7 separate regions of the Sus scrofa genome follow, and all the other regions are linked to region 1. The links are chromatin contacts, called in public promoter capture Hi-C and targeted proximity ligation maps. All regions are on one chromosome and are shown on one strand. The core of a region is the stretch at or near the end of the contact, and the rest is flanking DNA. Distances in the headings are between cores, read along the strand shown.

What was found. Promoter capture Hi-C pulls out the DNA fragments that hold promoters and counts their contacts.
Region 2: a contact with region 1 is called in a targeted proximity ligation map of alveolar macrophages. A contact is called at or near these places in 2 of 5 promoter capture datasets (fetal skeletal muscle and liver), 2 of 47 Hi-C or Micro-C datasets (heart right ventricle and skeletal muscle) and 2 of 2 datasets of targeted methods (alveolar macrophages and skeletal muscle).
Region 3: a promoter capture Hi-C map of liver shows a contact between it and region 1, with 4 times the contacts expected there. A contact is called at or near these places in 1 of 5 promoter capture datasets (liver) and 1 of 2 datasets of targeted methods (alveolar macrophages).
Region 4: a targeted proximity ligation map of alveolar macrophages shows a contact between it and region 1. A contact is called at or near these places in 12 of 47 Hi-C or Micro-C datasets (brain, embryonic fibroblasts, fetal skeletal muscle and 7 more) and 2 of 2 datasets of targeted methods (alveolar macrophages and skeletal muscle).
Region 5: a promoter capture Hi-C map of fetal skeletal muscle shows a contact between it and region 1, with 8 times the contacts expected there. A contact is called at or near these places in 2 of 5 promoter capture datasets (fetal skeletal muscle and liver) and 2 of 2 datasets of targeted methods (alveolar macrophages and skeletal muscle).
Region 6: a targeted proximity ligation map of skeletal muscle shows a contact between it and region 1, with 10 times the contacts expected there. A contact is called at or near these places in 1 of 47 Hi-C or Micro-C datasets (embryonic fibroblasts) and 2 of 2 datasets of targeted methods (alveolar macrophages and skeletal muscle).
Region 7: a targeted proximity ligation map of skeletal muscle shows a contact between it and region 1. A contact is called at or near these places in 6 of 47 Hi-C or Micro-C datasets (embryonic fibroblasts, fibroblasts, psoas muscle and 1 more) and 2 of 2 datasets of targeted methods (alveolar macrophages and skeletal muscle).

What each region holds. Positions count from the first base shown.
Region 1 is chr5:9,827,945-9,832,322 of Sscrofa11.1, forward strand. It overlaps PICK1 (PRKCA-binding protein), which reads right to left and starts at 1,733. Exons shown (of 13, transcript XM_003355340.4): 1 at 1-1,733.
Region 2 is chr5:9,319,832-9,324,209 of Sscrofa11.1, forward strand. GTPBP1 (GTP-binding protein 1) reads right to left here and starts at 2,361. Exons shown (of 12, transcript XM_021091480.1): 1 at 1-2,361. It overlaps JOSD1 (josephin-1), which reads left to right and starts at 2,101. Exons shown (of 5, transcript XM_013988199.2): 1 at 2,101-2,512; 2 at 2,843-3,663. The coding sequence starts at 3,479.
Region 3 is chr5:9,356,146-9,360,523 of Sscrofa11.1, forward strand. FAM227A (protein FAM227A) reads left to right here and starts at 2,260. Exons shown (of 22, transcript XM_021093103.1): 1 at 2,260-2,574. It also overlaps a transcript of CBY1 not described here.
Region 4 is chr5:9,435,778-9,440,155 of Sscrofa11.1, forward strand. DMC1 (meiotic recombination protein DMC1/LIM15 homolog) reads left to right here. Exons shown (of 12, transcript XM_021091489.1): 5 at 1,355-1,437. Among named protein-coding and RNA genes, the nearest start is that of DMC1, 6.7 kb to the left of the region's middle.
Region 5 is chr5:9,483,393-9,487,770 of Sscrofa11.1, forward strand. DDX17 (probable ATP-dependent RNA helicase DDX17) reads left to right here and starts at 2,400. Exons shown (of 13, transcript XM_021091487.1): 1 at 2,400-2,686. The coding sequence starts at 2,400. LOC110260646 (a long non-coding RNA gene) reads right to left here and starts at 2,260. Exons shown (of 3, transcript XR_002343895.1): 1 at 2,110-2,260.
Region 6 is chr5:9,524,271-9,528,648 of Sscrofa11.1, forward strand. KCNJ4 (inward rectifier potassium channel 4) reads left to right here and starts at 2,129. Exons shown (of 3, transcript XM_021091491.1): 1 at 2,129-2,997.
Region 7 is chr5:9,557,289-9,561,666 of Sscrofa11.1, forward strand. No RefSeq gene overlaps it. Among named protein-coding and RNA genes, the nearest start is that of KCNJ4, 33 kb to the left of the region's middle.

The DNA of each region.
Region 1 (4,378 bases), core at 483-2,982:
GGAAGAGACGGAAAGAGCTGCTGAGGGTGGGGACCTGAACAGTGGCCGTGGCCCAGCTTTCCTCCACTAGGCTGGAATCACCAGACGCGTTTAGGTCCTGAATTTGAAATTTGCTTTTTCAACAAACAGTGATCTCCAAACCTAGAGGCTTTAACACAGACTGTTAAACACAGGATGGCCCCAGCTCAAACCCAAGCTCTGCTGTTTCAGAGCTGGGGGGGTTCTTGGGCACATCAGCCTTTGCCTCCGAGGTTGGTGGCTGTGGACCAGGCATGGTGATCCCTCCCAAGATAGAAGCTGTAACGATGAAGATAAAAGAGAGAAACGAGGGTGAAAGTGGCTTGAGAGTGATTCACTTGGCAGAGACATCAGAGGTTTCTGTTGTCACTTCTCACTATAACCATTTGGCCAATTCAGAGGGCAGGGCCAGTGGCACACTTCAAAGGCCTTAGGCTGCTTCGGCCCCTGCATCCGACTCGCCTGGGAAGTACCTCACACGCAGGCTCCTGGCTCTGTCTCAGACCTATCGGTCAGAGTCCGGGAAGGGGAGATCTTGGAGGCTGCATTTCCCCGAAGCTCTGTGGGTGACTTCAGGGCCTCCTGCAGTTTGAGGACCACTGCGTCGCAGGCTCGGAAGGTACAGTATCTGAGCATCCTCAGGGTGGGCCTGTTCGGCTACACCAACCATCCCTGCCCCGGGGGCCTCACCATCCAGGAGGAAACCAGCATGTTTTGTGAGCCCCGAGGAGGGGCTTCTGCCCAGACCAAAGGCCAGGGAAGGCTTCCTGGAGGAAGCAACATCTCAGCTGGGTCCTGAAGGAGGTGCTGGTGGGTCTCCGGCCTAGAAGAGGGGCATGGTGACCCAGGCAGGGGATATAGCTGGTGTAGGCGATGGTGCATACAAGGCATAGTCCCCTCTCCACAGAGAATCACAGTGTGGCAGGAGACAGACAGTGAGGGCGGTGAAAGGCCACCACCAAGTCCTAACCAGTCCACAGGGAGAATTGCATCCCCCACCCCCATCTCCTACTGCTCCAGAGTCCATCCAGGCAGGCAGATGACCTCTGGCTCAGCCTGGCCACTGAAGGCTGTGTGAGCCCAGGCCAAGTCCCAACCCCTTTCTGGGCCTAGGTCTCCTTCAAGATTCCAACCCTCAGGTTCTGAGCCTGATTCCATCAGGAGAAGCTTGCCCCCTACAACGCCATATTTCTGGGGAAGTGCTGCCATCCAGTGGCCATTGGGAGAAAAACCTACTGGGGCACCAGAGCTCCCCCAATCTTTCTCTTCCCATCAGTCACTGCCCCTCCCCAGGTCATGGCTGGCTAGAGCAACCACAAGTCTTTGTGGTCTGTGGGTGATGGGTGAGGCTGCTTACGTACATGGAGAGCTGAGCCTGACCTGCCCATCCCTCAGTGCTGTCATGGCCCCGGCATAAGGCCTGACTCCTCACTGACTCACCACTAGCATCACAGGCCCCTATGAAAGTCAGGGAACCAGGGGTGGGTGGGTGGAATTCAGTTCGATTCGTCAGCAGCATGGAGACTAAAAGCATAGGTTCTAAAAGCGAACAGATAGGAGCAGTAATACTAGCAGCTAACAGGTATTGGGCCTCTCTGGTCAGGGAACAAGAAAAGCAAGGTCCTGCCCTGCCAGAGCTCACACGAGAGGGAAGGGCAGCCATCCACCCAGGTAATATCTCCCATCTCGGAGCGCTGAGCAAGGCCCCACAGCAGAAGGGGAGCCCAGGATTTCCTGTCATGGCTCAGTGGTAATGAACCCGACTAGTATCTATGAGGCCTCGAGTTCGATCCCTGGCCTTGCTCAGTGGGTTAAGGATCTGGACTTGCAGTGAGCTGTGGTGTAGGTCACAGACAAGGCTTGGATCCCGCGTGCCTGTGGCTGAGGCATAGGCTGGCAGCTGCAGCTCTGATTCAACCCCTAGCCTGGAAACTTCCATAGGCCGAGGGTGTGGCACTAAAAAAAAGGCGGGGGGAGCCCAGTGGGAAGGGATATGGCAGGTGGGAGCTGGGGGGGTGAGCTGGACAGAGCATTGGTTTCATGGCAGTTGTGTGACTCTGGAAACGTACCTTGACCTCTCTGAGCCTTAGACTCCATGGAAAAAATCGGTATTAAAAGAGCCTGAGTGTTGGTTTTATTTTTACAATTTTATTTGCTTTTTAGGATCGTACCAGCTACATATGGAAGTTCCACAGCCCACGGCAACACCGTGAGCTGAGCAGAGCCAGCAATCGAACCCGAATCCTCATGGATACCAATTGGTCTTGTTACCACTGCGCCACAATGGGAACTCCCCTGAGTGCTGGGATTTAATTTAAGTCAGACCGTGACACTCTCTGCCCAAAGCCACCCGACATCTCCTGTCACATGCAGAATAACTCCTCTCTGACCCAGAGATCTGGGACTGGCTGCTCCTCCAGCCCAGGGCCCACCCTTCCTCCTGTTCACATCCTGTTCCAGGGCCTCTGGCGGCTTGCTGTTCCTGGAATGGGCTGGAAGTTTTCCATCTCAGGGCCTTCGCTCTTGTAGTTCCCTCTGTCTGGAACATTCTTCCCCCAGGTATGCCCACTCCCTTACGTCATCCACATCTCTTCTGCCCTGTTACCTTCTCCAGGAAGCCCTCCGTGATTGCCAGCTAAAGCACAGTGCTTGGATGGTCGATTTCAGGACATTTGCTCATCTCCAGCCTGACACGCGGCACAGTTTCGGTTACACATTTGTTTGCTTGTCTCTGTAAACTGCAAGTTCCCTGAGAGCAGAAACCTGGCCTGTTCAGGTGGAATCTCTATCACCAATACCTAGCACATCGCCTGGCACATGGTACCTTCAACACATAACCTGATGAGGGAATGAATAACTGACTCTGAGAGCAGAAGCCCAGAGACCAGGCAGTGGTCAGAGTCAGTGGAGGCCTCTGATTTCAGAAGCAGGAGGCCAGAGTCGACCATCCTGGCGCTGGAAAGCTCAGGAGACTAGAAGAGAGTGAGGGAGCCAGAGAGGTGGGGGGCGTTGCCTCCCCCTCCCCCGAGTCCTAAGCGAGGTGGGGAAATGGGGAGCAGGGGCTGCCAGGCTGGGGAAGCAGAAGGGAGCCCTGGTCTGGTGGGAGCCAGATCCCCTTGGGCACAGGGAAGCCTCTCCCACTAGGGCAGCAGTGTGGCGGAGGAGAGAGGGGGAGTGTTAGCATGGCTCCAAGGCATTTGCATCCTTCCAGAAGCCCCTTCCTAGCTTTGATGGAGCCACAGCCCCCGTTACATGGGCAGCACTCTCCTCTTGTCTCAACTGCCTCCTCTAGGCAGCCGCCTCTGGCCAGAGGTGGGATGTGGCCTTTCTCAGACTCCCCCAGCCACCCGCAAAGCAGCTCTATTCCTGGCTCTGCTTGGCATGTAATGGGCTGACCCCTGACCTTCCCCCACTCCCCCGCCTAGTGCTCTGCCCCCCGGGTTAGGTCAGTGATGAAAGCCGGTGGGAGCCTGGGGGGGGTGGAGGCAGGCGGACAGTGCCTGATTGTTCCCACCCCTGGCAGCACGGCCACACTGGCTGCTGGCTGCGGGGGACTGACTTCTGCTCACTCGCTCTTTCTCTCCCCTTCTCTTTCTCGCTGTCATTCTCTTTTTCTCTTCTCCAGGTCACGGATTCTCAGACCTTGAGTCTTGATGGAAAATTGGTGGGACGTTAACACCCACGCTGACCCTGGGACACCCCCCAGAGCCTGGGAATCAGCAGGCCAGGCACAGGAACCCATGGTTCGGCCACGGGGTGCAGAGGCCCGGCAGGACCCCACTTTGGAAAAGAGCCTGGGACTGGAGCCTGGAGACCTGGGGCCTCACTGGATCTTTGAGCTCCAAGTGTGAGGTGCATCTGGGGATGCTCAGAGCTAAGCCAGCCCCATGGGAAGCTGTGGGGATGGCATGTGACACAGCTGTGACTCTGTCTTCTCCCTCCTGTCCCCTCTGACCTGCACCCACCCGCCCCCTGTCCACAATATCCTACGCGTCAGGTCTGTGTCAGGCTCTCTGTTCTATCCATCAGCCTAGCTGTTCATCTTGCACCAATAAATACCATGCTGGCCAAATGGCTAGACTTTGGAATAAAGCTTGCTGGTTGACAGAAGCCCCTACCTTAGTCTTCAGGAGGATCTCAGCTATTCTTAGTTCTTTGCCCTTTCTGACGGCTTTCAGAATCAGCTTTTTAAAATAAAAATTGAAAGAAAAAAAAAAGAATCAGCTTGACAAGCTCCACCAAAGCCCTGTGGGGGTTTGATCAGGACTGAATTGAATCCAGACGTTCGTTTGGGAAGAGCTGACATTTTTATGATACTGAATCTCCTGGTGCAAGTTAATGGCTGTGTCTCTGCATTCAT
Region 2 (4,378 bases), core at 1,111-3,610, 510 kb before region 1:
CAATTAAACGCTGACCTTAGGGAGAATTCTCCATTCACTGACTCTGCGGAGAGAGCAATTACACGACCAAAATGAGGAAGCCAGCTCAAATAGAAGCCAAAAGCACCTGACCACATTTGAGAACTGTAAGGCCAAGATCTAGCATCTGTTAAGGTAATTTCCTATGGATGATTCTTCCAGTGCCGTCAGCTGTGGAAAACCCCAATTCAAACCACTATCAAAACAAGTTTTAGCGTCTTGGAATTCCTGTTTCAAAAGACCGAAAAGCTTGATGAAATTAGGTACTAGTCAAACTCTAATAACGCTGGCCATGGCTACTTGTCCCAGACAGCAAGCAAGACCTTCAGTTTTCAAGCATCCAATTGAGGGTTAAGAGGCAACCTCTTCTTGTTCCTGTGTGCAACTACAATCAAATCTTATCTGTACAAACACAGCTGGGAATCTGGGACAGAAGTCATCCAACTCCAAAGGTCTTGATAATAGTTCAATTTTCTGGCGAAATTGCTCACCACTATTCTACATATGTCTCCATGAAAGAGATAAAAATATTAAAATCTCAATGTGGCAGAAGAGCCAAATATCATGGCATTATAATCTAGAATAATGTTGATATTTAGCATCTTACCTACTGGCTCTTCCAGAAAGAATTCAAGTTCGGGATATGTTTACACGTGATGATAGACTAAAAAAAAAAATGCCTTTCTCACTTGAGGGCTTTGCCCAGAAAAAAAATATTCTCAGTGAAGGTGCTTTTGAATTGAACAGAGATCCGAAGTCACATTTTAGAGAGGGAATTCCTTACCATCTTTACATCCTCTTTCTGAAGACAGGTAAAAACCAAGGTTCAAATCCTACTAGTTGTGTGACCTCAGGCAAGTTAAACTACTTAAAGCAATGTTTGCAAGCCTCAATTACAAATCTCAAGCAAATATAACTGTAAACCTTAGGTGGCTTACACATTGTAAAAATTTAAGGTAATTCGAAAGTTGTTTGGACCAGGGCTCAGGACTCCCAACCTCGTGGTAGGCACTCAAGCCAAGGGTGTTAAGTGATAATTTCGTGCTGAGTAATGGTGTTAAAAAGAGGCCCAAAATTAAGCCCCACCAAGATTTAACACTTAAACCTAATTGCATTTTCAGCCTCTACCAGGAGTAGAAACTTAAACAATCAGTCTCTAATTTCCTGAACAACACTATTGGGGTAATCGGCCTGATAAGACCCCTTGCCTTTCTAAAAGGGAATATGACCTACCGCGATACAATCCACTTTCTTCTGTCTATTAAAAATCTCCTATTTCGTACTGCTTCTCGGATTGCCTTTCTATTTACTAGATAGGATGCTGCCTGATTTATAAATTGTTTAATAAAGCCAACTAGATTTTCAGTTGAATTTTGAAATCTAGCCAACTAGATTTTCAATTGTCTTTTAACAGTGTTGAGTCGTGTTGAAGTAGGGTTAAAGAAATGACTGAATTGTTAAGTGTGACCTTTTCTTTTATTGTTTTTCCAACTTCCTGAACAAAAATCCAAAAGGAGAGCAACTACAGTGGATGATGAATATTCGCCGATGCCTTCCACATGTCTTTGGGTTAAAAAAAAAAAAAAAAAAAATCCATGCAGGACTGAGTTCATCTTCCTGACACACACAATGCACTTAGGCCCTGAGAAAAGAGGAAAGCTCTATGGCCGCCACGGTGAGACCAGAGCAGAAGGTGAGAGGACAGTGGTCAGTGAGTAAGACGCCGAAATATGACACCAAGGAGCTGAAACGACTCTCTAGTCCACTAGAAACGTGACTCCCGAAGAGGCACTTACCCAGAGAGCTCCTGGAAAGTGAAGGCGGTCGGGCCCACTAAACCAAGAGAATTTGCGCCCGACCGCGTCAACAAGGTACTTTGAAATCACCTGGGGGAACGACGTGCTAGACAAGCATAAAACGGTCAGTGCAGGAGCAGCTAGCCCAGGTTCACGAAAGCACTGGGCCCAAGAAGCCTAGTCAGGGAGAGGGGAGGGGTGAGGAGAACCTTGACGTGCAGCCGCTGGCCCGGTCACCGCCCCGGAACGGAGCCGACGCCCGAGGGAGAGAAGGGGAGGGAAAAGGAGGCGAGGGGCGGGACAGACATCGGGGCGGGACTCCCGCCGGCCGCACGGCCTGCCCAGTCCCGGAAGGAACAGAGCCAAGGAACCGGGCATCAGCCCTACCTGCAGCGAGCCGACGTCGCTGCCCCTGCCGCTGCCACAACCGCTGCTGGGCTCCCAATCTCGCACCCCTAGGGTGGCCAACGCTGCCCGCTCCCACCAAACACCTGGCGGCCACAGCTCCAAAGCCCGCGCCGCTGACGTCAGGCTGACGTCAGACGTGACGCTGCGGCGGGGCGGGAGCAGGGACGGCGAAGGAGGGCGTTTCCGGAGCACGCGCCGGGCGGGGGCCGCTGACGTCGGGCTCAGGTGCGCGCGCCCGCCCGCACGCGGCCCAGGTGGTGGCCCGCAGCTCCAGGTGGCGGCCTGCAGCGGTGAGGGGGGCAACCGGCAGTGCGTTCTCAAGCTGTCCGGGTGGCGCGGGGGACCGGGCTAGGGCCGGGGCTAGGGGACCGGTGGGAAGGCGCCTCGGCTTGCACTCACGTGATGGGCGGGGAGGTTGGGGTGGGGGCGGCGAGCTGGGTGGGCCCGGGCCCCCAGGGCGAGGCGTATTGTCTGGCCCCACCCCTCGCGGGCCTGCCAGTCGCTGCGCAGGACCTTCCCTAGGGCTGGGACCAGACTCGCCGCGCCGCTTACCCGCGCCACCCGGTCCCCCGCGGCGGCCGGCCGGACTGCCGGAGCTGACAGGAGTTGTCTCCTCGTAGGGCTGCGCCGAGAGGGCGAGAATCCGCACTTGCCGGGGGAGCTGCGCCCGCCTCGGCCCCTTGGGGCCCCACCGCGCCCGAGGGGATGGAGAACCTCCCCCGAGACCCCAGCACGGCCCGCGATCCCACTCTGGCCGGCCCTCGCTAGCTGCTCGAAATCTGCGTTTTATCCACCACCTAGGCCTTGTCTCCTGAGTCAGTGGCGTTGTGGTTCGAAAGAAATGGAAGAAAAGGAGCGATGTGACCGATTCCGTTCGGTCCTCCTGCCTTGAGGCCTGGTTGGCATTTGCAGAAAGGAAAATACAGCAAGAAAATTGTAGGGTTTTTGGAGGGGGTGGAAGAGGAAGGTAGAAGAGGGGAAACAAGGACTTAGGTTTTATATGAATTTCTAAAACTTCTGCACTTTGACAGCGGTGGCGAAATACACTAAACCTTACCTTTCTATTGAGAAGAGAGAGAGGGAAATTATTTTTCCTTTTGATTCCAACCTTTTCTCTCCGTGACAAGGCATAAATCATGGACACCAGAAACTAAGGTGGACCTCAGGAATTCTGAAAAGACTGAGAAGCTTATATTCCTCCTCAGGAGGGAAGGGTAGGGTGTTTTTAGCCCTCTCTGGAACTTAAAACAAAAAACATGAGTTGCGTGCCATGGAAAGGAGACAAGGCCAAATCTGAATCATTGGAGCTGCCCCAGGCAGCACCCCCACAAATCTACCATGAGAAACAGCGCAGGGAGCTTTGTGCTCTGCATGCCCTCAATAACGTCTTCCAGGACAGCAATGCCTTCACCCGGGAAACGCTGCAAGAGATTTTCCAGAGGTAGGGGACCCTTTCTTTCTGGCATCTTTATACCTTTTTATTTTATTTATTTATTTATTTTTGCTGTTTCCGAATTTCTGTTTGTGGGGTAATGTCTCTGCTGCATAAACCTTCAAACCAACAGGCATTATTAGGTAGCTGTTGTTAGCAGGTATAAGGGTCACAGGAATGGGAAAGAGACTCATTACCATATATATTGAGCACTTACCATGGGCTAGGCCCAGTGCTGAGAGCCTCAGTTGTTATTGCAAGGGATCCTCTCTACAGTCTGTTGGAATGTGTTGTTTCCATTTAACGCACAAAGACGGAGCTCAGAGTAGTTCAGTCATTTGCCCAAGGTAACATAACAAGAGATGGAGCCAAGCTTGAATTCAGGTGTGTTGTTGCTGTGCTTTTGATCACTATGCTATTAATGCTTCTCAAGTCATGCCTCTAAACTTAATAGAGTTTAGAGTCTAGAAGGAGGACAATATACATACACCTGTCACCAGAGTTGGAATATTGAGGGGTCCGTAAGAAAGTATACACAATGCTCAGCTTCCCTATGAGGCCACATGCTGTCCTTGCTGCTTTTCATACAGTTTTGTGTAGTCCTTCTAATAGTCAATTTACTGTCTCTATTTTACTGATAAACAGAAAGAAAGGTCAGGTAATTTGTCCAAATAGCTTCTAAGTAGCAAAGCTGTGTTTTGAAGCTGACTCTAGGTTCTCACCC
Region 3 (4,378 bases), core at 1,010-3,509, 470 kb before region 1:
AGGTTAAAAAAAAAAAAAAAAAAGCCTAATGGTGGCAATTTCATGTTACAATATAAAACCATATTAAAGAAATATATTTCTGGGTTTAATGAGTTATTACAATGATAATATATTCATGTATTAGGTAAGGAAAAACAAACCAAACCAATAAACAAAAAAACCATATAAAAAGCAGCCCCTGGAGTTCCTATCGTGTCCCAGTGGTTAACAAATCCGACTAGGATCCAAGAGGATGCAGGTTCAATCCCTGGCCTCAATTAGTGGGTTAAGGATCCAGTGTGGTATGAGCTGGACACAGCTCGGAACCCGTGTTGCTGTTGCTCTGGCTGTGGTGTAGGCCAGTAGCTGCAACTCTGATTCGACCCCTAGCCTGGGAACTTCCATATGCCATGAGTGTAGCCCTAAAAAAGCAAGGGGGAAAAAAAAAAGCAGCTCCTGCCCCTCCAAGCATCTGGAGACATCTGAAGGAGGAAAAATAAGCCAAGCTGTTCTTGCAAAGCCCACAGTTGTGCTAAGAGCACTAAGCCTGAGCTATCACATGAACACTGCAGACTAGTTCTAGACCCCTCAGCTGTCTGCTGAACCTTGGCCACGGTTATTTATTTCTCCAGGTTTTAACAAGGGCACTCCATGCATGATCTCACTAATTCTCATAACACTTAGGCCAAGCACTGTCATCAATATATCAAAGATGAGGAAAAGGAAGAATCTGGACTAGTTTTTAAGTCAGATCCATTAAGCCACAAACAACTCTGGCTGAGACCCTGGGATCCTGAAACATTAGTGTGGACCAAGAGGCCCCAGCTGCCCCCACGGCCCAAGGCAGCCTTCTCTCCAGTGAAACTCCCTGCAGAGAGAGGATTCAGCACAAAGGAAGTGAAAGGAGAGCACCTGGGTTCCTATCATCGCTCTGCTTCTCTTGGGGACCCAGCGGCATCCAGCACTTGTTGTGCATGGATGGGCCCCAGGCTTCTTGATTCACAATCCAGGGTAACAAGAGTACCCGCTTACAGGTTATTCCTTTAGTGTTTATTTAAAAACTATGGCATTTGATGCTCACACAATCCCGGCAGAAGTAGATCAAGTAGTATGTTCCCGCCTACAGGTTAGAAAACTGAGACTTAGAGAAGTAACTTGCCCCCAGTCACATCGTGGGAAGGTAGTGGATGGGCTTCAAACAAGGTCTACACTTCCATGCTGATGATAATCACTGCACAATGCTTTACAGTTCGCAATGGGTCATAAAATATCTTATTTATTTATTTATTAGGGCCGCACCTGCGGCATATGTAAGTGCGCAGGCTAAGGATCAAATCAGAGCTGTAGTTGCCGGCCTATGCCACAGCCACAGGAATGCCAGATCCAAGCCCAGTCTGTGACCTACAGGGCAGCTCATGGCAGCGCTGGATCCTTAACATACTGATCAAGGCCAGGGATGGAACCTGCGTCCTCATGGATACCAGTCAGGTTCTTAACCCACAGAGCCACAATGGGAAATTCTATTATCTTATTTTAATCTAACAAGAAGGTGAGGAAGCAAGTCTCTGCTTTTCCTCGGATTCCCAAAGAGATACAGGTCCCCCAGAGTTGAGTCAGGCCGTAGAGACCAGGCAGGTCAAGGCCACCCAGGTCTGTTAACTAACGGCACTGAACAAATGTTCATTCGCACGCTCTCCTTAATCACCTTCACCGCTGACTTACCGTAGGAATTATCACCCCAATTTACAACCGAGGAAACACATTTCGAAATGGGTGGTGACGGGCCTGCGGTGGCCCCAGTCACCGCCTCCTGCTCCACGCCCTCCTGCCGCTCCAGCTGTGGGGAGGCCCTGAGTCCCGTGGGGAACGCCCGGGTGTCCCACGCTCTTTGGGTCCTCAGGCGATACCAGGCTTAGAGACGCACGTGACGCGCCCCGAGAGCGGGCTTCCAAGCTAACCCCAGAACCCCCTCTGCGCAGCCAGCGAGGGCCTGCTCGCCCGCCTCAACAGCCGCTTCCAGTCGTTTCTGGCCCACCGCGCACGCGCAGCTCTGCCGGGCTCTACCACCGAGGGGAGTGGGGGTGCCCCGCGCAGCGCGGCCCCCAATGCGAGCCCACGCGAAGCACCAGAAACTCTCGAGGACTGCCATCGGTACATTTAATACACTCCACAAACTCAGTGCCTTTTGGAGTCACTTACGTGCTCCATGCCATATCCTAGGCCGAGGAACCACAATCACCCGCCCCACCAACCCCTTGGTCTGGTCTCCCCACCCGGCGGGGCTGTCGCCGTGGTAACGGCGTCCCGCGGACTCCGCCGAGGCTAGTGACACGTCCATTGTTGTGGGAGAGGTGGAAGAGATGCTTGCGGCCCGCGTTGCCAGGAGAACGTCAGGACTCACAGCAGCAAAATGGGCCTTTCCCCGACGCCACTCCTCCTCTTCCTCGTCCCTGACCACAAAACCAAGGGCACCCCTATCTGATGGATGTGGGGGCAACTGGTGTCGGGTGTCTCAGCCAGAACTTTGCAGGTGTCCCCTGAGGGACCCGTGGCGGAATCGGCCCTGAGTTCGTCGGATTCCGCCGATGTCGTCAGGTAAGTCGAACAGACAGACAGTGACCCTCCCTGCCCTCCACCCGAAGCCCGGATTCTCATTCGATTCGACGGGAAGGGGAAACTGAAGCCAGGGGCCGCTTCACGGTCACACAGTGAGGAAGGCACTCAAGAATCAACTCCAAATCTCCTAAAATCCTAACCGAATGTATTTTTGGTTCCATTTGATAAATGAAGAAAATCAGGGTCATTCAGGGGATATTTACTGGGTGCCTAGTGAGTGCACCAATGAGGGACAGGACCCATGGGTCTCTGGCTCCAAGTACAAGTACACTTCACTGAGAAGGGAAGAAGTCCCTATCCTAGAACCAAACGGCATGGTCTAACCTACAACAGTCCAAAGGAAACTTAATGTGGACCACATATGTAACTTAGAATTTCCTAGTAGCCGTATATATATGTGCGTGTGTGTGTATGTATACTTTTTTTTTTTTTTTGCTTTTTTAGGGCCACACCCAAAGCATATGGAGGTTTCCAGCCTAGGAGTGGAATCAGAGCTGTAGCTGCTGGTCTGCACCACAGCCACAGCAACCCCAGATCCCCGCCACGTCTGTGACCTACACCACAGCTCCCGGCAACAACGCCGGATCCTTAACTCACTAAGCAAGGCTAGGGATGAACCTGCGTCCTTCATGGATCCTAGTCAGGTTCCTTTCAGCTGTGCCATGATGGGAAATCCCCCAGCCTTATTTTTTAAAAATTAAAAAATCATGTGATATTAATACAAATAATATTTAACTCATATGACCCAAATATGATCATTCCAACATACAATCAATATTTAAAATTTTATTCTGCTTTACCTTTTAAATATTAATTAATTAAAGTTAAGATTTTAGTTCTTCGGTCACACTAACCATATTCCAAGGACTCAATTGTCACATGTGCGTCTGTGATGCACACTTCTAGCCTTTTTCTATCTTTCTACTCTTTTTGTCTTTTGTCTTTTTTGTTGTTGTTGTTGTTGTTGCTATTTCTTGGGCCGCTCCCGCGGCATATGGAGGTTCCCAGGCGAGGGGTCCAATCGGACCTGTAGCCACCGGCCTACGCCACAGCAACGCGGGATCCGAGCCGCGTCTGCAACCTACACCACAGCTCACGGCAACGCCGGATCGTTAACCCACTGAGCAAGGGCAGGGACCGAACCCGCAACCTCATGGTTCCTAGTCGGATTCGTTAACCACTGTGCCACGACGGGAACTCCTATCTTTCTACTCTTATGCTGCTCTGTTTGGATGGTATTTCCCCTTCCCATTTATCTAATTAACTCCTGCTCATCCTTCAAGTCCTTATCCCCTTGACTAGGTCAGTATCCACTGTTAGGTCATCTCACAGCACTGTGTCCCTCCCTTTGAGGCAGTGGTCAGTTATACTTCATGATTATGTATATAGTTGATTATCACATGTCACCCCTAGTAGATGTAAGCTCTGTTAGGGCAGGTATCAAGTCTGGTTTAGCTTGCCATCCTTTCTCCGGTAGGCACACACTGCTGGCTGTGGTGGGCAGCCAGTAAATAGTCACTTAATGACTGAAGGGTAAACTGAATAAAAGTCTGACTGACTCTAAGGTCAGCATTGTTTTAACTTAGTTAACATGTTTAGGTCTAAACATGTTAACTTTAAACAAGAGACTTTCAAATCTTAGCTGCCAGGATATGTGTTCCATGAGGGCAGAACATTTCTTATTCTTCCGCAGAGAAGGGGTGATACTACTGGCCTGGACTATTAAGAAGGTTTTGCAAAAGATGTATCACCTGGGCTGATCACTGAATGGTGGGAACAGCAT
Region 4 (4,378 bases), core at 889-3,388, 390 kb before region 1:
CCAACTGAACTCCTCTGAACACATCTCAGTTGCTCAACCTTCTGAGTATTCTCCAGAAGTATACACACAAGCCAGTTCCATAACTGCCAGGGTGTCTGAGAAAGCCCTAGAATAGTACCCAGGGTTTGGGAATCTGCTACTTTATAACTCCTAGGCATTCATTCTTCTTTGCTTTGGAAAATAATTCTATTACCTCTCTCCTTCTCATGCACCCACTACTGAACCCGGAGTCTTATCCATTAAATAAAGCTGTTTATTCTTAAGGAAAGAAAAAGAGATTGAGACAAAGGGGGTGGAGAGAAAGTTAATTTCACAGTAGTGGTATGTATTAGAATCATCTGGAGTAGTTTGTAACACACCTCTGTTACTAGGTGTGTTACTCTGTTACTAGGTGTTACTAGGCGTGAGAGGCTCAAGCTCGTTGAAGTAGGATTGGCATGGGCTTTTTTCCCCCTCACGTCTCTGAAGTTTGAGAACCACTGTCAGACTATAAAACAAGAAGGGGAATACATTAGACTGCATCAGGGCCTGTTTTCACTAGTTGTAACGCTGCATCAGTTGTAGCTCATTAATTCAACAACTATGTAGTGTAGCTAATGTGGAAAACACTGAATCATGAATAATGAAACCTGGAATTTCTGTGCTTCTTGCAACTTCTAGAGCTGAGGGGAAATGAGGCTATTGAATGAAATCAACAGTTGCTTAGTAAAATATCATTCTGCTTTATGCCATAAATATATGTATTTTAATCTTTATAGCTCCCCCATGAGAGACACTATTATTATCCTATTTGACTCAGAAAGAGGAAGCTGAAGTACAGCAAAACTAAGTAGTTTACCACACATCACAGAAATACATATTAAAGACATATCTTGAACTTGGTAGGATGACTCAAGAGCCAATGTTCTTTATTATTTTATTTTATTTTATTTTTTGTCTTTTTGCCTTTTCTAGGGCCGCATCTGCGGCATATGGAGGTTCCCAGGCTAGGGGTCTAATCAGAGCTGTAGCCACCAGCCTACACCAGAACCACAGCAACTCAGGATCTGAGCTGCATCTGTGACCTACACCACAGCTCACGGCAACGCCAGATCCTTAACCCACTGAGCAAGGCCAGGGACTGAACCTGCAACCTCATGGTTCCCAGTCGGATTTGTTAACCACTGTGCCACAACGGGAACTCCAAGAGCCAATATTCTTAATTATGATCTTGTGCCACCATCAAAGACAAATGAACTGAAGCTTATATATCAAATGATTATCCTGATAATCGAGTATATAGTTTTTGGCAGCATTTGAAATGAAAACCATCATCTTATACCCTTTTTGAACCTTTCCTTTTGTCTCTCTGTAGGAACCAGGATTCTTGACTGCATTTGAGTATAGTGAGAAGAGGAAGATGGTTTTTCACATCACCACTGGGAGCCAAGAATTTGAGTGTGTATCTCGCATTTTTTTATATCCACTAAGCACAATCTTTGGAATACTATATTTCTTTTCCTTTATCCAGGTTGTTATTTTGACTGTAAGTAGTAGAAATAGCTTCTTCTTTTGCAGTAGTTTTTATTTCTTTCCTCAAAAGGCAACTGAAGCAAATAAATTTCAGACTGCTTGCAAAAATAGGATTAAATTTCCTATAGGAAATTCAGACCCAAAATATAAGAAGTTTCTGAATCAGCCTATATTAATCTATAAACCACTTAAAAATCAGTTTAACTTTTCATTTCCTTTTTCTTCTCCATTGATGAAGGAAATTCCATCTTACTTTTGGTTTTACTTAAAAATTAGTTGTTAAGGAGTTTCTTGGTGGCCTTGCCACTGCTGTGGCTCAGGTTGCTGCTGCTGTGGCAGGATCAATCTCTAGTCCAGGAAATCCAGCATGCTGCAGGCTTGGCCAAAGGGGAAAAAAAAAATCAGTTGCTAGACTGAATATTTTAGAAGAAATAACCAGTCTTGTTTTTGCTCTTCAGCATCAACAGGGGTTTTTTGTTGTTGTCATTTGTTTTTGGTTTTGGCCATGCCCATGGCATGTGAAAGTTTCTGGGCCAGGGATTAAACCCACGCCACAGTGACCTGAGCCACTGCAGTAACAATGTTGGATCCTTAACCTATTGAACCACAAGGGAACTCCCAGCATCAGCAGTTTTAACTTCCCTTTTTACTTACTGTCTTCTGATTTCTGAGACATAGTCATCATCTTCCCAATGCAAGTTGACTAGAATGTTTTTTTCCCTCTATCTTTGTGGGCAGAATTACTATTTCATAAGTTAGAGCAGTGGCAAGAACAATTTGAACAAAAGCAATATTTCCTCAAAGTATTTTCTTCAAAACCTTGACCTCACAAAAAAACTCCAAGAAAAAAAGATGTCATCGTCAAATATGCCTCAAGTTAAGTATCTGCTAGGCAGCTCAGACCTCACAGGTCCAAAACCAAACTTCTGATCTTTGCCCCAAATCTGCTCCTCCTAAACTCTCCCTCAGCTTGGAATTCTTTCCTTGATTCTCATACATGAAACCGTAATGTCGTCCTTGGCACCTTTTTTTCCCCTCTCACACTGCAATTCTAATTCAATGACAAATCCTGTCTGCTTTACTTTCAAATATATTTACTCAAAACAAGCCACTAAGTTTCTTCAACAAATAAATTTTAAGGGATGAAAAAAGAAAGAAACGGAATCAGGGAGAAGAAACAGATGAAAAGAAATTTAAAAGACATATCACTTAATCCCAGTATATCGATCTTATTTTGGATCCTGATTCAAACACGCTATCAAAAAATAAGACATATTTGGAGTTGCCTAGTGGCCCCAATGTGTTAAAGATTCAGCATTGTCACTGCTGTGCTTTGGGTCACAGCTGTGGCATGGACCTGGTCCGTGGCCTGGGAACTTCCGCATGCTATAGCCAAAAAAAAAAAAAAAAAAAAAAGACTTATGAAATTGAATGCTTACTACGAAGTTGATATTAAGGAATTACTGATTTTTTAGATGTGATAATGATAATGCAGTTATATTAAAAATGAGAGTCTTTGTCTTATAGAGAAACCTACTGAAGTATTTAGGGTGAAATAATATGTTGCCTGGTATCTGCTTAAAGTAATATGAAAAGAGGGAAGTGATTGGACGTTTTATATGAAAAGAGGTTGACCCTGAGTTTATAGTTGATAATTGTTGAAGCTGAGTGATAGGTACATGATAAAATCATTATTATACTATTTTGTCTACTTTTGTTTATATTTGATATTTTCCATAATAGAAAGTTTATTTTATATATGTGTGTGTGTGTGTGTGTATGGTGCGTTGTTTTCTATTTGTGTCTATATGTGTACAGAGAAAGAGAAAAAAATGTGAATTCAGTTATTTCTCACCACCTTTTCCACTTTTACTTCACTGGCCTAAACCACCAGTTAACATCTCTTCTGGATTATTAATAATAACTTCTAACTAACCTCCCTCCTTTAGAGTTTATAATTCATATAGGAGCCAGAGTAATTCTTTTTAAACATAGGGTAGATCATACTTCTTTGCCCAAAACACCCTGATGATGCCCCATCTTACTCAGAGCAAAAGCCAAAGTCCTTTCTAATCTCAAATCTAAGCTCATCTTTTAGTCCTCTTCTGGTTTACTACATACCAACCACACTAATTTCTTTGCTATTCCTAGAATATGTCAGATACACATTTCTGCCTTCAGGGCCTTTGCACTAAGCATTCCCTCTGCCTGGAACACTTTCTTCACTATGTACATGGCCTGCTGTCACATTTTCAAGTCTTTGCTAAAATGTCCACTTCTCACTAAGGCCTTCTCTAATCACTTTATTTGCAGGTTTATTTGAAAACTCCCCATCTTCATCCTCTGCACGTCTTATACCTTTTCTGGATCTAATTTTTATCCATACCATTTAATAATATCTGACATACTGCATATTTTACTAACTTGTGTTTATCTGTTCTTTCATTGGAATGCAAGCTCCAGAAAGTGATGGATTTTTATCTCTTTTGTTCACTATTTTACTCCAAGTACAGAGAGCAATCTCTAGCACAAACTAGGTGCTCAATAAATATTCGTTGAATGACTAATTGAATGAATAAACAAATAGTGAGTAAAATGAGTTGGGGAAGTGCAATATACAATATATTCCTCTTGGAGATTCACACATTTAATAGGCACACTTGCCTATTAAAGGGTCTGAATTTCTGCAGTGAAATAAAACACCTCTTTAACCTACCATTGCCTCAAGTTTTTAAAATCACAGAACCTTTTTTTCAGATAACAGCTAAAGAAGAGTCTTTGGGAAATCCTACTTCAAGGCAAATTCATCAAAATCAAATTGGATCAAAATAACTTGATTCCAATGACAGCTTGATATTTTCCAGTT
Region 5 (4,378 bases), core at 1,150-3,649, 340 kb before region 1:
CTTGCTCTGTGGGTTAAGGATCTGGCGTTGCCGTGAGCTGTGATGTAGGTTGCAGACACGGCTCAGATCCTGCGTTGCTGTGGCTCTGGCATAGGCCGGCGGCTATGGCTCCCATTCGACCCCTAGCCTGGGAACCTCCATATGCCACAGGAGCGGCCCAAGAAATGCAAAAAAGACAACAAAAGCAAAAAAAACCCCCACATAAGGGAACCCTCCCGCACTGTTGGTGGGAATGTAAACTGGTACAGCCACTATGGAGAACAGTTTGGAGATACCTTAGAAATCTATACATAGAACTTCCATATGACCCTGCCATCCCACTCTTGGGCATATATCCGGACAAAACTCTACTCAAAAGAGACACGTGCACCCGCATGTTCATTGCAGCACTATTCACAATAGCCAGGACATGGAAACAATCCAAATGTCCATCGACAGATGATTGGATTCGGAAGATGTGGTATACATATACACAATGGAATACTACTCAGCCATAAAAAAGAATGATGACATAATGCCATTTGCAGCAACATGGATGGAACTAGAGACTCTCACACTGAGTGAAATGAGCCAGAAAGACAAAGACAAATACCATATGATATCACTTATAACTGGAATCTAATATCCAGCACAAATGAACATCTCCTCAGAAAAGAAAATCATGGACTTGGAGAAGAGACTTGTGGTTGCCTGATGGGAGGGGGAGGGAGTGGGAGGGATCGGGAGCTTGCGCTTATTAGACACAACTTAGATTTACCAGGAGATCCTGATGAATAGCATTGAGAACTTTGTCTAGATACTAATGTTGCAACAGAACAAAGGATGGGGAAAAAAAATGTAATGTATACATGTAAGGATAACTTGACCCCCTTGCTGTACAGTGGGAAAATAAAAAAAAGAAACTTAAAAAAAAAAAAAAACCACCCACATTTATTATCTCCCCACTAGCGTAATCTCCACAGATGTAGGTACTTATTGCTTGTTCACAGCTGTGCCAAAGTGCTTAGCACAATGCTTGGATCATTAGGCCTTCAACCCTTGTCCAAAGAATCGGGGATTGTCCATCCTGTCTATGGGCTGACAGACATCTGCTCAGCCTGTCATGACGCTCCTTTCCCTATGCTACTTTTCTAGTAATTTAGGAAACAGCAGGGCCAGAGTAGGAGACACCACTGGGCCCCCACAGTGAGAGACCTCAAACTTCTTCCCTTTTATCCATTTATAGAAATAGAAGAGACTCAAGAGCTGCTCACCAGGGGTCCTAGCAACTGGACAATTCTGAGACGTTGCCTGGCCAAGCTTTTAAGACTTTAAAAGTGCAGTTGAAGGAAGAAGGAAGCAGGGAGGGAGGGAGAAAAAAGTCAGTTTAGAAGGAACTGAGAAATGAGGGCAGCCTAACCTAGTTAAAAACATGTGCTTACGCCTTCACCTTTTCAGCGTCTGAAGACCACCGCTTTTAAGCCTTTTGTCTCCGGAGAGCGCTAAGGGCCTGGCACGAGGCGGTGCCATGTAATGGCGGCCGAGACGCTTCAGCGTCTACCTTAAGAGAGGCTCCACCCACATTTTGGCTCTTTGTTAGCCAATTGTGCTCAACCGAGGGCAGTGCAAATATTCTGTTCAGAAAATGCACTCCGGTGTGAACGAAGCGTAGCAGAGAGAGATCCAACTTAACAGGGACCTCGCCGCCTGACTAATCCCCCAAAGAACGGACAAGCCGCATCCATCATGGCCGCCGGCAACAGCGCAGCGAGGCAACGGAAAAGAAATGGCGCCCGGCCGCGCGGCCAGTCTCGCCAGGCCCAGGGCAGCGGGGCCAGAGGGCGGGAAGGGCCGTCTAGGAGCGCTAGCCAGGGGCCCTGACCACACTTCTGGGCTTTTGGCACCTGGAGACCCTGAAACTTGAAGCCTGCAATATGGAGGACAGTTATTGTCTCTGCAGAGCAACTTGCACAAGCAGGCCCGGGTTCCGTCCCGTGTCGGAACCCGGCAAAATCCTCTATTCTCCAAACAGAATGCGTTACGCACACTGCGCATCTTCGCAATAGTGGGCCGGCTAACGACGCAAAGAATGTTACGTCGCACCGGAGGCTCTCCCCCTCCACTCCCTACCTCTAGTTCTGGCTCAGGTGGCGCGAGAACTCTACTCCCTTTCCGTACTTTGTTTTTCTGCTACCGACCGCAAAACGCATCCATCTCCGCAACTGACGTAAAATCTTCCAAGAATACCCACAGTACTCCGCGAAGCCCTCTGGCTCTTCCGAGGCGCTGTTTACGTATCGTCTCCGACGTACGTAGCGTTAAGCTGGAGCAGTCTCAGCGCCGGCCGCCATTTTGTGCAGTCGCTGGGAAGGAGGGAGACGCCTAAACCGCGGCACTGCCGGGTTTGAGCGTAGCCAAACCTACCCGCTGCTTTCATAACCCCGATTCTCTGTGTTTTGCTCCCGTCTCCGACGAGAGAGGCGGCGACGGTGGCGTCTGCGACGGGAGACAGCGCGTCGGAGCGAGAGAGCGCCGCGCCTGCCGCCGCCCCAACAGCGGAGGCGCCGCCGCCATCGGTCGTCACCAGACCGGAGCCGCAGGCCCTCCCGAGCCCGGCCATCCGTGCCCCGCTCCCAGATCTCTATCCATTTGGGACCATGCGCGGAGGCGGCTTTGGGGACCGGGACCGGGATCGTGACCGTGGAGGGTAAGCGGGAGTTGGAGGAGAGGAAAGGCCTTGTGTGCGCGGGGGGTGGGGAGGGGGTTGTCTCCTGAGGAGACCGCCGCCTGCGGTCGAGCGGAAGACTTTTGAGCTGATCGCAGGCCTGGGAGCCACGCTCCCAACTCTGGGAGGCGAGGCAACCCGGGACATAATAGCGGTTTAAAGCGTGGGCCCGACCCTGGGCCCCGGGGTGACCTGGCAGGGGGGGCGGCGGCTCGGCGACGCCCCAGCCCCTGCTCCTGTACGGTCGTCGTGGCGCGGCCTGGCCGCCGCAGACCCAGCCCAGGCCTCCCTGGTTTCTCGGTTTCGAGCCCTGCCGATTTAGGCAGGTCATTCGATCTCTCCAGGCCTCAGTGTTCATCCGTGAAACTCGGATGTTCTTGCTGAGAGAAGAGGATGAGGTCTCCGAGTGCAGCCTAGGCAAATCTTTTAACACGAAATGGCTTCCGTGTTACTGCGATTGGAAACTTGGTTTGAAACCAGAGACTAAGAGGCTGACTTGTAGCGTTTAAAGTATTTTAAAATTGCCTTTAGTCGTTTTTTAAAATAATTCGAAGGAAGCACATTGGAATGCAAAATGGTGGAATTATTTGCCATCTTCATGGTCGTGTTTGGGGAGGGAGTTTTGTTTGGCAGTTATTAAAGTTTTTTTTTTTTTTTTTTTTTTTTAATGTTTCGGCCTTTTCCCCCTCTAATTGGACTGAAGCATTAACTTCTCGCCCTAGCTTGAGAGCTTTTGATGTATAAATGCCACGGTTACTAGGTTGGAAGTTAACAGGATTAAACCTGGAGTCCTCCCAGATACTGAGATTCAAATCTTAAAGCCCCTGTTTAAAAAGTTGCTTAAGAGGTCCGTGTGTATTTGGGCTGTTTACTTTTTTGTAATTAAAGTTTTATCTCTGGATAAAAAGTTTATGGGACCCAGTCACCTCTTAATATGTATGTGTGTGTGACCTTGGGCAGGATCCTGAACCTTTGTGAGTCTGTTTTCTCTTCTGAAGATGGAGGTGGTAACTGCCTTTACTTCGCATTGTTCTCAATTGAAATACCATGCGATGGTCCCTGTAGTAGGCATTCTGTTAATGCTGTTTTCTCCAAACGTTTTTGTTTTTTGTGGTTCAGATAACACAAGTACCAGACCTGCTAGTCATAAGCTCCTTAATTACCACTTCATTTACTAAATAAAAAGGGTTGTTTTGATTTATACCTTGTTAGGAAAGAAAATACTTGATTTTAGTATTAAGTTCGGAGGGCTGTAGATGGAATGTTCGCTTAGTGTTTCTCAGTATAGCTAAACCGAAGTGAATTTCAGTAAACCGCTTAGGAAAAAGAACTTAATATTAACCTAGTAAAATGAAAATAACCCCAAACTCTTCTCATAAGGTTTATACCCCAGACTTTTAGGTCTAGAGAAGTCTTGGTGCATGTACCCGGTATCCATGTTTGTAACAGCATTGTCCATGAGAGAATATTAGAAACAGCTTAAATGACTGGTTAAATAGACGGTGTTCTTACAGTAGAATACAATACAGCGGTGAAAAAGAAAAACTTGCATTCACAAACCTAAAATAAAGTTAAAAAGGCAAGTTATGCTAAAAGAGTAACGCGAGGGTACTCACAGATAAAACAAGGGAATGGTTAAAATTTCAGGTGGTATTTATTATGATGGGAATTGTA
Region 6 (4,378 bases), core at 879-3,378, 300 kb before region 1:
CCGCCTTCAGACTGTTAAGTTCTCCCGGCCATTCACACACCAAAGACTCCTCCCAGGGAACATCAGTCCTGGTTGCCCGCCCACGAGGGCACAGCAGGGTAATGAGGAAGCTGGGCAGGGAATGGGGCATGCGCCTTGAAGCTCTGCAGTGTCGAGGGGAGGACTGAGAAGGGATAGTCACGTTTACTGAGCACCTGCTATGAACTGTGCATTTCTTGTGCATCGACCTCCTGTGAGGGGAGGGACTGTGAGGGTCCTGGTTTTATTTTATTTTATTTATTTTACCATGCCTGTGGCATGTGGAAGTTGCCAGGCCAGGGACTGAACCCATGCCACAGTAGTGACCTGAGCTGCTGCAGCGACAACGCTGGATCTTTAACGCGTTGCACCACAAGGGAACTCCAGGGTCTTAATATTATAAACAGGTTCAATAAAATATCTGCTCAAGGTCATGCAGCTCCTAAGTGCTGTAGCTGAGGTTGGCCTGACTCCCAAGCCCACCTAACAAGAACTAAACTTGTGGAGTTCCCGTCGTGGCGCAGTGGTTAACGAATCCGACTAGGAACCATGAGGTTGCGGGTTCGGTCCCTGCCCTTGCTCAGTGGGTTATTGATCCGGCGTTGCCGTGAGCTGTGGTGTAGGTTGCAGATGCAGCTCGGATCCTGCGTTGCTGTGGCTCTGGCTGTTGCTGTGGCTACAGCTCCGATTAGACCCCTAGCCTGGGAACCCCCATATGCCGTGGGAGCGGCCCAAAGAAATAGCAAAAAGACAAAAAAAAAAAAAAAAAAAAAAAAAAAGAACTAAACTTGTGGCCGGTGCTGGATGAATGAATGAGGAGGTGATGGATGACTTCTGCTAAGGGCAGCAGGAGGCCTTCCTAGGGGAGGTGGCGTGGAGGCTGGACTTGGGAAACAGCAGGAATTCTTAGAGCAGAGAAGCAGGAAGGGCATTTAAGGCAGGAAGAATAGCATGTGCAAAGGCAGAGAGGTGTGGAAGCATCTGGTGTGTTCGGGAATCTGTAGGCATCGTGGTGTATGTGTGGGTATATGGGGTGTGAGATAAGGTGGGACCTGACTGTACATCACACTGAGGAGTTGGGACGCAATCCTTTTAGGAGGGGAGGGACTGTGGGGATTGGGAACAGTCATGATGGTTCAAGTGTGGTGGTTCCTGTGCCTGCGGCAACTTCAGAGGGTCAGCTTGAAGGATGAGCTGGAGATTTTATGTTCAGTAAATTCTCGGTCCGGCTTGGAGTGCCCCAATCTCCCTCACTTAACTGGGGCCAGTCAGAGATGGCCAGGCTCCCAGGGAAGTCCTTCTGGCTATCTAACTGCAGGTATTCGTTCATCCTCGCACCCTACATCCTCTAACCTCCTGCATCCTCAGAGTGAGGTGGCAGGAATGGCCACGGGAGTGGCTGGCTCGCCAGGGGCTGTGAGGAGCTGGGGCTTTCTCCCCACAGTCCAGACTGGTGTGGGGTCCAGACCGGTGCGCCCCCAAGATGAGAAGGAAACGGGCGAGATCCTCCCTATAAAGACATTTTGGGGTGATGGGGACGCAGAGAAGGAAAAACTGTGGTTTGGCCCGGCTCTGCCACCTCTGGGTGACCTTGGGCAAACTTATGACCCTTTCTGATACCCAGTTTCCCAGTCTGTCAAACGGGGCGGTGCTGCCCAGCGGATGGTGAGGGTCCCTCCAGGAGGGTTACACCTCCGGCTCCCGGGGGCGGGGTGCGTAGGGTCCTTAATGGCCAGTCCTGCAGGAGGGGAAGGGAACCGCCGAGGGGAGTGGCCCGCAGCCGAGGAACCGGGTACCGACCCTATCCCACCCACTCCCTTCCCGGCGCGGAGGAACCCTCTCCACCTGCCCCTGGGGGGCGAGAAAACCTGGGAGCGGATTCTCGGAGCGGGTTCTGGGCGGAGTGCTCCTGGAGGGAGGAGGAAAACCCGGGCAGGATCTGGGACAGGAGCGGCCCCCGCGGCCCCCAGCCCCTGCCCGGCCCGGCGCTGCCCGCGGGTGGGAGGGGGTGTGATGCCGGGCTAGGCTGAGGGGACGGGCCGGGGCCGGGTCCCCCGGGCCGCCCGGGGCTCCGGGGCTGGGGTGGGGGGGCGCGGCCTCCGCAGCGGGGCGCGGGTCACGTGTGAGGAGGGGCGAAAGTCTCGCAAAGCGGGGCGGCGTGCCGCGAGTTGGGAGTTCTCGGCGCGCCGCGGGCGGCGGGAGCTCGGGCTCCCGGGCGAGCCGGGGACGCGGCAGAGGCGGGGGCCTGGGTCCGAGACCGCGGGGGCCGCACCGAGAGTGGGAGGCAGAGAGAGAGAGAGGCAGAGGCAGGGACCCGGAGCGAGACAGAGACGCTCAGGGGAGAGAGGGCAGAGGCAGAGGAAGGCAGCGGACAGACCGGGAGGGCGACGGAGACGAAGACAGGGGCCCGCGGGGAGAGTCGGAGAGACCCAGGCGGGCAGGAGAGACTGCGAGAGACCGAGAGCCGAGGGGGCCGGCGGGGGCGGGGGCGGCAGAGCCCGGGCCGGCCGGCTTCGGGGGTCTCGGGGCCGGAGGCGAGCGCAGCGGGCCAGGGAGCGGAGCGCAGGGCGGGGGACAGCGCCGAGGGACAGCGAGAGAACCGTGGGGGCGGCGGAGAGAAGGCGGCGGGGGCGGGGGGCTCCAGCGCCATGGGTCCCCGGACCCCCGCGCTCTGAGCCCCGGCCCGGGGCCCGACGATGCTGAAGCTGAGGCGGCGCCGAGGGCGCGGCGCGGGGCAGCGCTGAAAGTTGGGCGGCCGGCGGGGAGCGGCGCGGGACGGCCCGGAGGCCGGGACACCGGGGGACCGACGGACAGACCCACAGGCAGCGGGGGAGGGGGGCGGGGCCGGCCGCCGAGTTCGCGGGGAAGGGGCGCCGGGACTCCCCGCTCCCGGCCCGGGACGCTGCCCGCCCGACTGCGCCGTGGGATGTAGCGGCCTCTCGCCGCCTCCCGGAGACTCGTCGGACCCTGCGCCCCGCGGTAAGCCCGGCCGGCGCTCGCCGCTGGCGCTGTCCGTCCGTCTGTCCCGCCGCGTGCGTGTGTATGTGTGTGTGTCCCGGGGCCTGGCGGCTCGGGCCCCGCCCGCTCGGCACCTTATCCCCTGACCCGGGCTTCGGCCGCCGGGCGCGCGTTCAGCGCGATCAGGCGACTTCCCCGGAGCCGAGGAGCTCTGTCCTCTGTCCGTCGTCGTCTCAGGAGCGTCAAGGTCTGGGTTTCTGCCAGGAGGGGGGGTAGAGGTGAGTGCAAAGGGCCTGGACCTCTTGCCCCGGCCGTGACCTTTCCCTGCCTCCACCCACCCCCAGTTGTCACACTGGGTTGGAGGAGTTTCAAAGCAGATGACTTGTGGCAAAGGGGGGGGGGGGTCTCCTATCCACCTCCCCAACTGCAGCCTGTTTGCAAAATGGCCCTGACAGAACAAAATCCCTCTTCTCTCGTTTTGAGCACCTGCTTTGGGCCCTGAGACCCTAGAGAGGGTGGACAGGGATGGATGAAGCAGTTCAGGCTTCCCAGCGGTGGCGACAGGCCACAGAGGGAGGCCAGAGTGCCTTCCCTCCCTAGACGGAGAGCACCAGGAAAGAGAGGTCTGGATGGAGTAGGGAAACTTCCCTGCAACCGTGCCCAGTGTCCCCTGACCAGCATCTACATGGCACTTGTGTTTCCAGAGCCCAGGCTCTAAGATGGGGAGAGGGTGCAGGGGGGTGGTGGGGGTGGGCGAGAGACAGGTGGAGGGCTGCCTGGCATAGTTAGCAGGCGGGGGCCTCCGGAGCAGGAGGATGCCAAGAAGCAGGTTGAGGGAACAGAGAGCTGAGGGAGGGAGGCCTAAGGGCCACACATGCAAGGTCCAGAGAGGAGCCAGACCTGTGTGTGTGTGCGTGTGCGTGTGCGTGTGTGTGTGTGTGTGTGTGTAGAATGTCTATTCTGTTTCTCCCCCACATCCAGTCTTGTGACCTCCATGGCTTTGGGACTTTTGAGAGCTGTTGGCAGGACTTTGGGGGCCTGAGAGCCAAACTGTGGTCCTGGCGTGGCCTGGGATGAGGGGACAACATGTGGAAGGGGGCACTGGGCTCAGGGCTGCCGTGCGGTGTGGCAGGAGCAAAGGCGGTTGGCTGTTGAGCTGACCTATAGCCAAATCGGAGTCTGGAGGGCTGAACCTAGAACATTCTACTTGGTTCTCTCCTGGGGGATGGGCTCTTCCTGGGGTTTTCCCCACTGGGCAGTGGGCCTTGGGTAGCCCCCATTTGGGCTCCTAGAAGTCTGCTCAGCTGGCAGAGGGGCCAGCACCACGGGCAAGCCGCTCTCCTCCCTGGCCCTCAACTTCCACATCTGTGGAATGAGGACAGCAGTCAGTCCCCTGTCCCAC
Region 7 (4,378 bases), core at 1,238-3,737, 270 kb before region 1:
CAGTGCTTTACAATCTGAGGACAGCTCAACATCCCCAACGATGAAACGCCTGCCCTTTACAGGTTACAAATCCCCTTGGCCTCTGATTTCTCATTCCATCAATGAGAAATTATCTGTTATTCTGTTATCACCATTTTACAGAGGAGGAGGCCCAGAGAGGTCACGTGTCCTGCCCAGGGTCCTGCAGCCCCTCAGGGCTCTGCCCCGAGCTTTCTGGCCTTACATTTGATGGCATTTTAGCCCCAAGCCCTAGCGGAGGTTGGCTGATGGGGGAGCGAGGTGGGGGCAGCAGGCGGAGGTGGGGCCAAGACGGGGGGGGGGGGGGCGGGCTGGGAGGTGAGTTCAGCAGAAGGAGAGGCCTTTCCCTGCAGGGAAGACCCGGGAGGTCTTGGAGTAGAGGTGCGAGGGATGGGAGAGGCCTGGGCAAGCGGCAAGTGGCAGCCAGCGGGGCTGGAGCAGGACGCGTGCGGACCAGGGTGGCCCAGCCTCCGCCGGGCTTTGAGAGAAGCTGGATGTGGTGGCAGGAACAGAGCGGGTAGCTTTCTGGGCTCAGCAACGCAACAGGCAGAGCCCGAGATGCTGCCAGAGGAGCCTCAGCAGGAGGAGCAGTAGGACCAATGACGGATGGGGACAGGGGAGGGTGGCCTGGCTCCGTCTTCCCTGTGACAGGGGAGGGGAGGGAGGACATGGGCAATTGAGCACGGCGAGCGGCCCAGGTGGCAACCCGTGGAGAGACAGACAGGCCTATTTCTGGCCTGGTCTCTGCGGGGAAGGCGTGGGTGAGGACGAGGCCGCCAAATGCCTTGCTGCCCCCTGGCAGACCAGAATCCAGGGGCATGGGGTCAGCCTTTGGCTAAGGAAGACCCTGGTGCTTGGTCGCATCAGGAAGTGGGCGGCAGAGGGGACAGGGCCTTGGCGCGGACCCTTCCTCTCTGGGCTGTCCTGTGTGGCTTGCTTCCCCTCTCCAGGCTCCACCTGTAAGAATGACCCAATGGCCACTGTCCCACTTCCACAGGGGCCACCACGTGGGCACTAGGGACCTAGTGCATGTGGATCCAGCCACAAAGCATCAGGCACACTCTGGGCTCAGGAAGCATGTGTTCCTTCTCTTCCCTCAGAGATAAATGGGTCCTACTTGAAGATCCGGAAAATGGGTTTACAGGAGGCAGCAGGCAGGGGAAGGTAGGCTTGAAAAAAACCCTTCTGTGGTAGTTCCCACTGTGGTGGCAGTGGAAACGAATCCAATTAGTATCCATGAGGACTCAGGTTCAACCCCCGGCCTCACCCAGTGGGTCAGGGATCCTGCATGAACTGTGGTGTAGATTGCAGACTCGGTTTGGATCCTGTGTGGCTGTGGCTGTGGTGTAGGCCGGCAGCTGAAGCTATGATTTGACCCCTAGCCTGAGAACTGCCATATGCCGTGGGTGCGGCCTTAAAAAGCCAAAAAAAAAAAAAAAAAGAAAGAAAGAAAAGAAAAGAAAAAGGAAGAAAAAGAAAAATTCCCTCCCTTGTCCTGGCCACCTCCCCAGGCCCAGTTCCATCAGCCTCCTTTGGAGACATGTCACAGCCCTGAGCCCATCTCCTGGAATTACAGATGAAGACACTGAGGCCAGGAAGGGGAAGGGTTCTGCCCCTGACCGTGTAGTAACTCGGATGCCCAACTGAAGCCAGCTTGTCCCTGATCCTTCTTCTCAAGTCTGTCTGTGAAATAGGGGGGCATGATGGGTTCCTGCGGGGTACAACAGGCTCACTGAGCTAATGTGTGGGAGAGGCCCTGGCACACAGTAGGTGCTCAGAAAAAGGTTTTGCCTTCTGCTTATTGAGCTCAGGTGCACTGCTGTGGTTAGCACACAGGCTCGGGCAAAATCCGGGCCCAGGCTGAATCCTGGCTCTGCCACCTGCTGCTGAGCGCCCCTGCACAAGCAACTCCACCTCTCTGAACCTCAATCTCTTCTTCTTTATTTTTATTTTTTATTTTGTTGTTCAAAAGCCCTACTTAAGGCCTATGGAGGGTCCCAGGCTAGGGGTCGAATCAGAGCTGCAGCCGCCGGCCTTCGCCACAGCCACAGCAACACCAGATCTGAGCCGTGTCTGTGACCTACACCACAGCTCAGGGCAACGCCGGATCCTTAACCCACTGAGCGAGGCCAGGGATGGAACCTGCATCCTCATGGATACTAGTCGGGTTGGTTACCGCCGAGCCACGATGGGAACTCCTCAGTCTCTTCTGTGAAATGGGGAAAGCCCCACTTCCGCCCCACAGGGCAGCTGGGAGGCCAGAGGGAGCTCACGAATGCAGCCTCGGGCCCACAGCAGCCGCCGTCTCCCTCGTCTCAGCCCGGGCCCCGCCTTGCACCCCACTGTCAAGGCCCTCACCCCGCTGCTCCTGCACGGGCGGTGAGCCTGGCCTTGAAGAGACTGAGGCAACCTCTCCGGTCTGGCAGGGAAATGACTCCAGCTTGGCTCAGGCCCCCAAAATAGAGTCCTATTTTAGCTTCCAGCTCCTCCATGGAGAGGCCCAGAACGCAGTGCGAGGGTGTTTGGCTGCGGAGGGCCTGCACCAACCCCTGCCCCCATTCTGCCAGGCACTGCCAAGCTGGGACCTCAGGCTCTCCTGCCTCCTGGGAACTGCCCCCTGGCCTGAGGGCCACCAAGGCTGGGCTGCCCGCTCCTCCTGGCTCAATTCCAATTCCAATTCCAACTGAAGGCCTCCCTCCCCCCCGGACGCCACTTCTCCCAGAGGGCCCGGGCCCTTCAGGCTAATCGGGATCCCCAGATTCTCCCCTGGATTATTCAGATGAGTTCCCCTGGGCCTGCGAGCCAGCCCCTGTTTCCACAGCACAATCCCAGAGAGAGCAGAGGTTCTCACGGGGGCAGAAGGATGGGGACAGGACTAGATCAGGGGTGCAACTGTGCAACTTAGCCCCACAGAACCTTCCCCCTAGTTCTATACAGCTTCCTATCTCAGTGCCTTTGCACCTGTGGTTCTCCTGCTGGAAATGCCCTTCTCCTTCGTCTCCAGACGGGATTAGAAGCCGGACTTCCTGGGCCCAGAGTCCACCCAGTCTGTGGTCACTCTGGAAGGCTATCTAAGCAGAGGGATGGATGGCATGAGCAAAGCCTGGTCTTATGAAAGAGGCAGAAGATTCTGGGTTTCTGGAGACAGTAGGGAACTTCAGCCTTTCCCTTGTCTTACAGATAAGAAACAGGCACAGAGACATGAAATAATTTGCCCAAGATCACTACTGAGTGAGGAAGCTGGAATTTGAGCTGGGGAAGGGTGGGGGGGGTCTGTCTCCAGAGCCCCACCCTGTACCCTCACAGCCGGCCTCTGGGCAGGGGCTCAAGACAAGATGGGAGGAGTTCCCGTGGTGGCACAGCACAAACCACCAGGACTAGGAGCCATCCCTGGCCTCGCTCAGTGGGTTAAAGATCTGGTTTGCTGCCAGCTGTGGTGTAGGTCACAGACGTGGCTCAGATCTGGTATTGCTGTGGTTGTGGCTGTGGCCGTGGCCAGCAGCTGCAGGTCCAATTCACCCCGTAGCCTGGGAACCTCCATATGCTGCATGTGTGCCCCTAAAAAGAAAAGAAAAAAAAAAAAAGGCAGGAAGGGAATGAATACACTGATGGGATTCTAGACTGTGGGCCCACTGTTCACCTGTGCATCTTTGGGCAAATCTCACTTAGCACACTTGCCTGCCTGTCAGCGTGGAGCTGAGAACTTTCCTGGTGGAGGCAGGGGTTTGGGAAACCACATCTTGTTGGAACCTCAGGGGTTTGGGGAACCTCAACTCTCGGATCTTAGGTCTGGTGAGCTGGTGGTGGGAAGGGGCAGAGATGGGCAGGTATGGGGGCAGGTGGAAGGCTGGAGGTGCTTCAGTGGCATCCTGGTGCATGAACTCATGGGATAGTCAGGTCCTCTGGGTGAAGTCAGAGGCGCAAGCAAAGTCTCCAGAAGCCCCCGGGCTCCAGGCTCACAGCTGCTCGGCTTCTAGGCAGGGGAAAGGAGGGTCTCCCAAAGTTCCAACCCTCTCAGAATCCAGCCTTATTGGCCACGCTTGGGACACTTGCCCACCCCTGAGCCCACCCACCACTGTGGCAGTCGCATGGACCACTCTGATTGGCAGGTATGAGTTGTGGGCCAGGAGAGGCTCTTTGTGTTAATGGGGGGACTGGCAACCTGGACAGAGGAAGGCGGGGTGGGCGGGGGAGGCCACAGAGGCTGAGAAGGAGAGGAGAAGAGAGGAAGGAAGCCAGGAACCAGTGATGAAAGACAACAGCTGGGCAGGAAGAGGTTGATATCTGGTCAGCTGATACCTGGTCACATGGCAGCACAAAACCCAAGAGGCAGAGGACAGACTCTGCTGGGCTGTGTGAC